Regions from separate parts of the Sus scrofa genome. Here regions 1 and 3 are each linked to region 2. The links are chromatin contacts, called in public promoter capture Hi-C maps. All regions are on one chromosome and are shown on one strand. The core of a region is the stretch at or near the end of the contact, and the rest is flanking DNA. Distances in the headings are between cores, read along the strand shown.

What was found. Promoter capture Hi-C pulls out the DNA fragments that hold promoters and counts their contacts.
Region 1: a contact with region 2 is called in a promoter capture Hi-C map of fetal liver, with 5 times the contacts expected there. The contact joins the promoter of NDUFB5 here to the promoter of TTC14 in region 2. A contact is called at or near these places in 2 of 5 promoter capture datasets (fetal liver and liver), 4 of 47 Hi-C or Micro-C datasets (fetal skeletal muscle, heart right ventricle and liver) and 1 of 2 datasets of contacts at active chromatin or transcription factors (skeletal muscle).
Region 3: a promoter capture Hi-C map of fetal liver shows a contact between it and region 2, with 4 times the contacts expected there. The contact joins the enhancer-like site here to the promoter of TTC14 in region 2. A contact is called at or near these places in 2 of 5 promoter capture datasets (fetal liver and fetal skeletal muscle) and 6 of 47 Hi-C or Micro-C datasets (brain, embryonic fibroblasts, fetal skeletal muscle and 3 more).

What each region holds. Positions count from the first base shown.
Region 1 is chr13:117,655,009-117,658,006 of Sscrofa11.1, forward strand. NDUFB5 (NADH dehydrogenase [ubiquinone] 1 beta subcomplex subunit 5, mitochondrial) reads left to right here and starts at 1,403. Exons shown (of 6, transcript XM_003132546.2): 1 at 1,403-1,649. The coding sequence starts at 1,526. It overlaps MRPL47 (39S ribosomal protein L47, mitochondrial), which reads right to left and starts at 1,380. Exons shown (of 7, transcript XM_003132547.4): 1 at 1,230-1,380. The coding sequence starts at 1,327.
Region 2 is chr13:118,612,580-118,615,726 of Sscrofa11.1, forward strand. TTC14 (tetratricopeptide repeat protein 14) reads left to right here and starts at 1,815. Exons shown (of 12, transcript XR_002338123.1): 1 at 1,815-2,164; 2 at 2,627-2,751; 3 at 2,844-3,043. It overlaps LOC102167959 (a long non-coding RNA gene), which reads right to left and starts at 1,839. Exons shown (of 7, transcript XR_002338126.1): 1 at 1,724-1,839.
Region 3 is chr13:117,780,369-117,783,358 of Sscrofa11.1, forward strand. USP13 (ubiquitin carboxyl-terminal hydrolase 13) reads left to right here. Exons shown (of 21, transcript XM_021071212.1): 11 at 1,450-1,575; 12 at 2,648-2,801. Among named protein-coding and RNA genes, the nearest start is that of USP13, 82 kb to the left of the region's middle. Within about 2 kb of position 1,258, at least 1 of the 83 cell types and tissues checked has an H3K27ac peak or open chromatin away from gene starts, as enhancers often do. A contact at or near this core is called in fetal liver, where this site is marked.

The sequences.
Region 1 (2,998 bases), core at 153-2,652, 960 kb before region 2:
AAAGTCAGAAGTAATTGTGTCCGGTGGGGTTCGCTGCTGCAGCACATTGACGCCTAACATGGGATCAAGTAGCCCAAGGAGGGGTGGGTGCAAGGCCCAGATAGGGGCTGCTTGCAGCCTCCCCTGCCCCATACATGCCGGAGGACTACCACATGGTCAGCCCTCACCCTTGAGTCTGAGAACCAGGAGAGAAGCCAGCCTCATCTGGCAGTTTCAGAGTGCATAAAAGAGTCATTTTAGGCTTACATTCTATAGATCTGTTTGCTCTCCGGCAAAGATGGAGAGTCCTTATTCCTGGGGCACTACTATGCATATTTGAAAATAAAGGGTGAAATCTTTGCATCTTCTTCAAAGAATCGTCTCTGAAAAGTAACTACTTTAAACCAGTGACTATAAATGCAAGTCTACCAAAATAAACTTTAAGACTCTCTCTATAAAAAAAAGCACATACATTACTTCCTTTAAAAAAAAAAATAACATGCCCAACTATTTATAAAATTCAATTCATTAAAAACAAAAGTTGTTCCCTTTTGGCTTAGGGGGTTAAAGATCACAGGGGAACAGACCACAACTGCAGCTCGGGTACCATCCCTGGCCAGGGATATTCTACGTGCAGAGGTTGAGGCAAAAAAAAAAAAAAAAAAAAAAAAGTTAATAAAAAGGAGGAAACGATATACCTTAACGCTAAAAATGATTGGTCTGTCCAGAAGACAGCGGTCTTTCTAGAAATGAGCGCCACATGTAGGATATTCTTTTCTAATACCTGCAGGGTGACTTTCCATTCATTTGGCTACTTTCATGTATTCACTCAATATTTACTGAATAATCTCTTTATGACAGACTCTGGGAGTACAAACTCCTCACCATCCCGACTCGCCTTTTTTTTTTTTTTTTAAATCCACCCGAACGTGACAGAGCTTTCAGTTCCATAACCAAAAGCTCTTCAGTGAAGTTTTTCCCACCTCTCCCAGCCAAACTGTACCTCTAGGTTTAATTTTAAAAATACTGGGTTTTTACAGACCCCCCCCCCCACAGTAAGTGGAACAAAATGTGTGAGAAAGACGGCAATATCTTACGTGGGAGACTTCTCCAAGGTCACTTACTCTTGACAGAGGTGGGTTTGGGCCCAGCCATCCCAACGGCCTTTCCATCCTTGAGCATTCTCAGCATCTCAGCAACCAAACATGAGCCAAAGTTAGAGATGCGGACAGACTACTCACATCGCTTACCTTGTGCTAGGAGGGGCCTGAGGACGTATTAACAACCTACACGCCTTCAGGGCGGCCGAGACTCTTCTACAGAACACAGCCAAACCGGCTGCAGCCATTTTTTTTCGGATCAGTAAGCAAACTGTATTTCCGCCAACAATGGCGTCACTTCCTGTGTCTCACGCGGACTGATAACGAGCACTGAAATTGGCTTTGCCCTCAGTCAACATGGCTATTTTCCGGCTTCGCCCTTGTTAGGAAATTGACACTCTCGGCTCCCGTTACTCCTCCCCGCCCTTCTCTCGCCCATAGTAGCCATGGCGGCAATGAGTTTGTTGCAGCGGGCTTCAGTCACTGCTGTGGCCACTCTGTCCCGCAGCCGCCTTGGCACACGGTTTGGATTCGGGGGTTTCCTCACCCATGGCTTTCCTAAGACTGGCGGTGAGTGCTGGCTTTGGGAGAAAGCGCGGTCAGGGAATGCGGCAGGAGAGACAGAGGACTTTTCCCGGGTCACCTTGGTGGAATCCGGAGGGAGCGGGGAGAAATTGAGGACTTGCGGCTTGAGAGAAGGAGCATGGGCTGTGTGAGGAGACTGAGAATTTCCTGAATTAGATCGATCATGTCAAAGTTATTAATTAGAATTTGTGAGACACTTCGTCATTCACCTGATCTGTTGGTGCTAATTTGAGGATGAAGCTGCGGTTAGAAAGGCACAGGGCTGAGACCCATCTTTCTCAGGCACCAGATTCTTTATATGTTCCACCTGGGCTACATTTCAGTCTCACAAGGTGGGAAATCACGTTGCTGAGGAGCCCACCCATGCTAAGTAATAATATACAGACAGGTGACGAGGCTCTGGGCTAACTCATCTGGTAGGCACAGTGCCTTCATGATGATATTTTTAGGTGTCTACGAAAATGTTTTAACTTAAATTTATTTTAAAATCAGAAAGAAAAGGACCAGAATGTTAATGCATTATGTGATGGTGAATCCAGCCTGGATCGTAATGGTTTTATAGAATGTAATCATAAAATAATTATTTTTAATATCTTAGGAAGGGACCCATAAGGAAAAAGTTCCTAGGTCTTAGAAAAGTCATTGCCTTCTTGCGGGGGGTGGGGTTATTTAGATCCTCTTGGACACTGTGAGTTGAATTCTAGGAGAATGAATAATCATAGTGGGGAAACATCAAATTCTTTGTATTCAGTATATTTTATTTCCTCTTCGATTCTATAAAGGGAGTATATAATATTACCCTCACTTTACAGATGAGAAAACTGTGACTCAATATTTATAAAAACAGTGTACTCCTGGAGTTCCCGTGGTGGCTCAGTGGTTAACGAATCCGACTAGGAACCATGAGGTTGCTGGTTCCCTCCCTGGCCTTGCTCAGTGGTTTGAGGATCCGGCGTTGCCGTGAGCTGTGGTGTAGGTTGCAGATGCCCCTCGGATCCCGTGTTGCTGTGGCTATGGCTCCAGTTCGACCCCTAGCCTGGGAACCTCCATATGCTGCAGGAGCAGCCCAAGAAATGGCAAAAAGACCAAAAAAAAAAAAAAAAAAAAGTGTATTCCTGTATTAAATTGAATAATCAGCTAACATTTATTGAGCACTTATGTGCTGGACACCACTCTAAGATATTAAAGGTATTCATTTAATTCCTCTTGAAAAAAAAATACATTGTAAGCATTCAATACGTAGTTATAGAGGAGGTGAAATTTAAAGCCAAAAAATTCTTATCATACCTAATTGAAGATAAACTGAGGTAAAATTTCACCCCTAGATCCTCTTT
Region 2 (3,147 bases), core at 565-3,064:
AGTCCCTCAGAGATAATTAGATCCCTAATAACAGATCAACCCTAACTAAAATCACATTATCTTATTTATCAGATAAGATATAATGCACATAGTTCCTTTTTCGTGTTAGCTTTCCTTTTCACAGACAGCACCCTCTTTCCTAAAAACAGCCATTGTCTAGAGCTATAGCTTAACACAAATCAGTTTGCAGCACTGTTTAAACTTCCCTGATACACCCCTAGTGGCTTGAAATTTATTATCTTTTTTTTTCCTTTTTTTTTTTTTTTTTTTTTTTAATGGCATGGAAGTTCCCTGGGCCAGGGACTGAATACAAACCCTAGCTGTGACCCATGCCCCAGGTGGAGTAAAGCTAGATCTCTTAATCCACTGTGGCAGGCTGGGGATCAAACACACACTTTTGCAGCCACCTGAGTCACTGCAGTTGGATTCTTAACCCACTACACCACAGTGGGAACTCTGAAATTTATTATCTTTTAAACTTACATTCTTTATTCCATTTTCTCAAGTCTTAGTAGACTGTTTACCTTTTTGCTTGGATTTTTTACAAAACAGTGTGAAGTTATTCACTAGGTCTGGGTCTTCTATCCAGGTGGTGAGACAGTGAAGGTCAAAGAGATCTCACCAAATACACATAGCTGGAGAGGTGGAAAAATAACTGCTGCTATTTATTTTTGCTCAAAAGGCCTAAACTACACATATTTAAATAGTACAGATTTTAATATACTGCAATAAAACAAAAACGCATTATCTCAGTATTAGAATAAGTTAGCCCTTCCATATAATAAAAACATTTTGTCTAGCAACTCTGAAATTTATTCAGACCTACGTTAGAATTCTAACTCCAGCCTTTTGCCAGCTGGGTGACGCTGAGCAATTTATTGAATCTCTTGATCGTTTTCCTCAGTCTCTAAAATGAGAGTACAAGGAGGTACAGTGGTTAGGTTCTCAAGTCAATAAGTAAGGGATAGGGTGGGGGTAGTTCCTCCACAGTGGTGCCGAATGCAGCGGTTTGGGTCACTGTGGAGTTGTGGGTTGCATCCCGGCCCCAGTAGGTTTAAGGATCCCACGTTGCCACAGCTGTGGAGTAACTTGCAGCTATGCAATAGGTTACAGCTGGGGCTCCTGTTCAGTCTCCTGTGCCTGGGAACTTTCATAAGCCGCGGGTATGGCAATTAAAAAAGGGAAAAGGGGGCAAAGAGCCTAAGTCACAATTACCTTTGAAAATCACCTGAATTACACTTAAGTATTTTAATATTGATTTCAACGGAAACAAACTATATAGTAAACTTTATGGACACTAAATTTTGAGAAACCACTTAGAGAAATAAAAAGAATGTATATATGCAATGTCTAGGCATTAAAGCCATTCTGGTTTTAAATTAAATCTAAAATCACTAACAGTGATCAAGATATGGATGGAGAACACAACTCCGGTGCTTAACAAATGTTAGTGTCCTTCCTTTCTTCCGCCCTTTAGCCTACCAGGAAATTTCCCAGAGCGGTCGTTTTAACGTGGTTGTGCCTGAGGCGTAGGTAGTGGTTTACCCAGCAAGTACCTGAGGGAAGAAACTTTAAGGTTTGGGGTTCTCATCCTGACACTGGCACTTGGAAGGTCCTCGCTAACAAGATAATGAATTATTTACCACAGATTAGAGCTCAGACCGTTTCAATGCACTAACACCTCGGAAATTTTAAGAAACAAACTTGTCACACGCAACGCTACCTCAGAGCCGTAGTTGGCCCTTAGCTCCGGAAAACCTTGACCAATCCTTCCGGCTTCCGTAATCTCGCTCAATTTCGCGAGACCGAGACTGGCTGCGCGGCACCGCCGCTAGGGGCGGATTCAGAACACTTCCGGGAGGTCACTCTGTAGGTGTCTGGGATGTATGCTTCCGGCGGCTTGCAGGCTCCCTCCTCAGATTCCGGGACCACCCGGCTGAAGTAGTGGGCCCAGAACAGTGGACAGGCAGCCCATTGGTTGTTGGGCCCAGCCGTCTCTCACCATGGACCGGGACCTTCTGCGGCAGTCACTGAATTTCCACGGGCCTTCATTGCTCTCCCTGCTCCGGAGCGAACAGCAGGACAATCCGCACTTCCGGAGCCTCCTGGGCTCGGTGGCAGAGCCTCCGCGGGGCCCGCCACCCCAGCAGCAGTTACAGGGCAGGTAATGGGATAGGGGCGCCGCTGCGAGACGGGGAAAGGGGACAGCTCGGGGTTCCACTGCCGCAGTCGGGCGCCTGAGCCTTCTAGGAGCGGAGCGGTGTTGTGAGCGCGTGGTGATTGTGGCGCTGGTTCCGAGGGCAGTGTGGAGGAGGGTTCACACTCCTGGTGTGAGGGCAAGATGGGGACTGAACTTTTTAAATCTGGTACTGCCTACCGGAGGCGCTGATTCTTTAGTAAAATCCCCCGGGGCTTCTGTATCTGGAACTGCGCGGGTGTCACATTTTTTATGTTTCCCCGCCCTCTATCTGGGCTGGCAAATGAGGTTAAAACATTTTTTCAGAAGGCGTACGGCCAAGAGCTTAAGATGGACCCGATTGGGCATTGAAAACCGAGAGCAGAAGCTTGGACGTACTAAAAGGTTTTGTAGATAAACCAGTTTTCATAACTTTTGTTTTTTTTTAAGAAAAGAGAAGAAAGTTGACAACATTGAAATACAAAAATTCATTTCCAAAAAAGCGGATCTGCTTTTTGCACTTTCCTGGAAATCAGGTACACCTACAACTTCTGAAATTAATGAAGATAATGAAGGTGAGTTTTGATTGCGGTTTGGTTTAACACCACTTCAAGTGAAATCGAATGCAAAGCTGTTGTTAGTACTGTTTTGTTAATTATTTTTTCAGATCATTATGCAGTCATGCCACCTTTAGAGCAGTTCATGGAGATACCTGGTATGGACCGAAGAGAGCTGTTTTTCCGAGATATTGAGCGTGGTGATATAGTGATTGGAAGAATTAGTTCCATTCGGGAATTTGGGTTTTTCATGGTGTTGATTTGTTTAGGCAGTGGCATTATGAGAGATATATCCCACTTAGAAATCACAGTAAGTTACTCACTCTTCAGTTATTTGATTGTCTCTGTTTTTGATAACGTGTCATCTCAATGCAAGAATTATGTCTTTGTATCCAGTTGTAATTAAGTGTATTC
Region 3 (2,990 bases), core at 8-2,507, 830 kb before region 2:
AGAAAACACCAGGTGTGATAAAACTCTAACTAGAAAGTAACCGTTAGAAAAAGAAAGCAATTAAGCAAGGAAGAAATTATTTGTGAAAAGCCAGTTAGAGTAAGTTAGTGGGTTAAGGACATAACATAATGGAGACTGTTTTAACTAGTTTTTAGCTGTAGAAATATTTCCTAATCATTAACCCTTGAGTCAGTCTTTTGAAACTGAGGGGAGGCCTGGGAGGTTAAAGGAAAAGCCTTTTACTTCAAAACATAAGGACTAGGAGTTTCGGTCGTGGCTCAGCAGTTAATGAATCTGACTGGAATCCATGAGGACGCAGGTTTGAGCCCTGGCCTCGCTCAGTGGGTTAAGGATCTGGTGTTTCGGTAAGCTGTGGTGTAGGTTACAGATGCAGCTCGGATCCTGCGTTGCTGTGGCTGTGGTGTAGGCCGGCAGCTACAGCTCAGATTCTACCCCCAGCCTGGGAACCTCCATATACTGTGGGTGCAGCCCTAAAAAAAGCGAAAAAAAAAAAAAAAAAAAAGGAAAAGCCCACAAGGACTCAAGGGCTTATACATGGTTTCAGTCTACCTTTTTCTTTGATGTTCCTCAATCTTAAGAAGGAACCAGTGTGGAACAAGAAAGGGAGTAAAGTTTAGATTGAGAGGTTCATCATAAACGTGGCAGAGGATCTTGGTTTTAGTTCCGTCTCTGATTTAGAGACCGACAACCTCTATATCCCCATCCCAGCTCCTGCCTGAGCCTCTTCAGCCGCCATCCCATCGTCTTATATGGTGCCCTCTCTGGCGGGGCCTGACTGCCTTCTGAGCTCTCCTTTTAGCCCCAGAAGAAGCCCACACATCCTTGTCAGCCAGAGTTGTCTCTGCTTTTCCCATCCTGGCAGTTGCAGCCAGCCTCCTATGCTTCTCCGGGTAAAGGCAAGTTCCTGAGAGCTCCCTGTGTTCTGCTCCAGAAACAGCCCCAGGCAGGTACACTCAGAGCCCAGGAGCTCTGCAGCAGTTGCCTGGGGCGCGGAGCCATTGGTTTTTCTTGCTGGTACCCCAGTCTCCACCAGGGTTTCTCTCATCTTCCCACATGGGAGAGGCTGCAGAGCCCTCCTCTCCTGTAACTTCCTTCAGAGGACCCTCCCCACCCCCTGCCAATGCATCACTAGCCTGCTCTGAAATAGGCTGTCATGGACCCATATGCCCACTGAGGAGCAAGTCCTATAAGGACAGAAAGTGGGGTGTTTATCACGCCTTTAGTTCTGAGTCAGCAGGAAGAGTCCTGTTCTCATGCCTGGTACATAGTCAACATCCAGTGCATGTTGGCCACTATCACTATTTAGCTTCTGTGGGCTTGAGTTTTCTTATCTGCAAGTCAGGGCTAATGGTAATCGCCACTCTGTTTCCCACTTAGTGCTGCTAATGTGTATGAAAGTGTTGTGAATTGGTTATTTTCATTTTTCAGCCTCAACAGAATGGGATCTCTCCACGAATGTTTAAGGCCTTTGTGAGCAAGAGCCACCCAGAATTCTCTTCCAACAGACAGCAGGATGCCCAAGAATTTTTCTTACACCTGGTGAATCTAGTAGAGGTGAATCAGTCTTTCAAAATGCTGGAAAGAGTTGTAAGAAGTGTGCCCCGCCCTTGCATGCAGTCCCCGCTGATGTGGCTGGAACGCCCCCCTCCCCACCTAATTCAGAATTGGTTCTTTGGGGCTTCCTCCTCTGGGCCCATTTGATATAATCACCCTCCTGGGCACTTCTGGGTCTGCCTGTTCTCCTCTTAATTTGAACGTGTTATAGGAGTGTTGATCCATTATTTCTATTCGCTGTTTTTGTTTTTTTTTTGTCCCTGCAACATGCTTCCTGAGAGTCCCGCATGGTATTTGGTGTCCTCCTGCCATCACTCCGAGACAGTCACTCTTGGCTCAGAGCAGAGGCAAATCACATTAAATGCTGTGGTTTTTAAAGGCTACGGAGAATTCATGATTAAAGGCTTTTTTCCCCTCTGAAAAGAAACAACTATTTTTTTTCCTGATGACAAATGTGTTCCTTGTGGAAACAGAAAGGCACAAAGGAGAAAACCAAAACCTCCATGCTACCAGCCCCACGAATGATCAATGCTGATATTTTGGTGTCTGACCCCCCCACCCTGGTGATTTTCCAGGTGAAATCAATTCTTTGCATGCTGATTTTCATTTGTGAATGTTTTGCCATGTCATTACATACTTGAATATAACGTGACTTCTTTTTGATTTTTATATAATTTGCATTAGTGCATTTACATAATCGTATCATACATGGATTAGTTTTTCCAGGGCAGTCCTTGATTTTTTTTTTTTTCCTCCTTTTTCTTTAATTGGGTTTCCTCATCTCCTTTCTTCTAGTTCTATCTAGGTCAGAAAAAGTCTCTGCCATGACTTTTAATGGCTGCATAATGTTAATTCACATGATGAACTATAATTTATTTGACCAATCTGCCATGTTTGGACTTTAGGTAAATACCAGTCTTTTGCTTTGAAGTTCTCTGGTGAACTGGCATGCCCAGAGGGAACATTTGGTAGCACCAGGTCTTTACACCAGATTTATGTGTGATTTTATGCTAATTTTCATTCAGGGCTTAATATTCATGAATTTACTAACCTGATATAATCCAACCTTCAGAGGAACCGCATTGGCTCAGAAAACCCAAGTGACGTTTTTCGGTTTTTGGTGGAAGAACGCATTCAGTGCTGTCAGACCCGGAAAGTCCGCTACATGGAGAGGGTGGATTACCTGATGCAGTTACCCGTGGCCATGGAGGCGGCGACCAACAAGGGTAATGGGGATGAGCAATGGACTTCATCATGTAGAAACTTGCACCAGAGATACTGCCGTTTAGTCATGCATGGTTGACTGAACAAGAGTGGACCCAGTGTTTGGCTTGCTCTTTTCAAAAGCTCTTCAGCTTTTCCTCCGTCCCCGTCTGACTGAGATTTTTGTAGAGGATTTATTCAGGGAACCTACT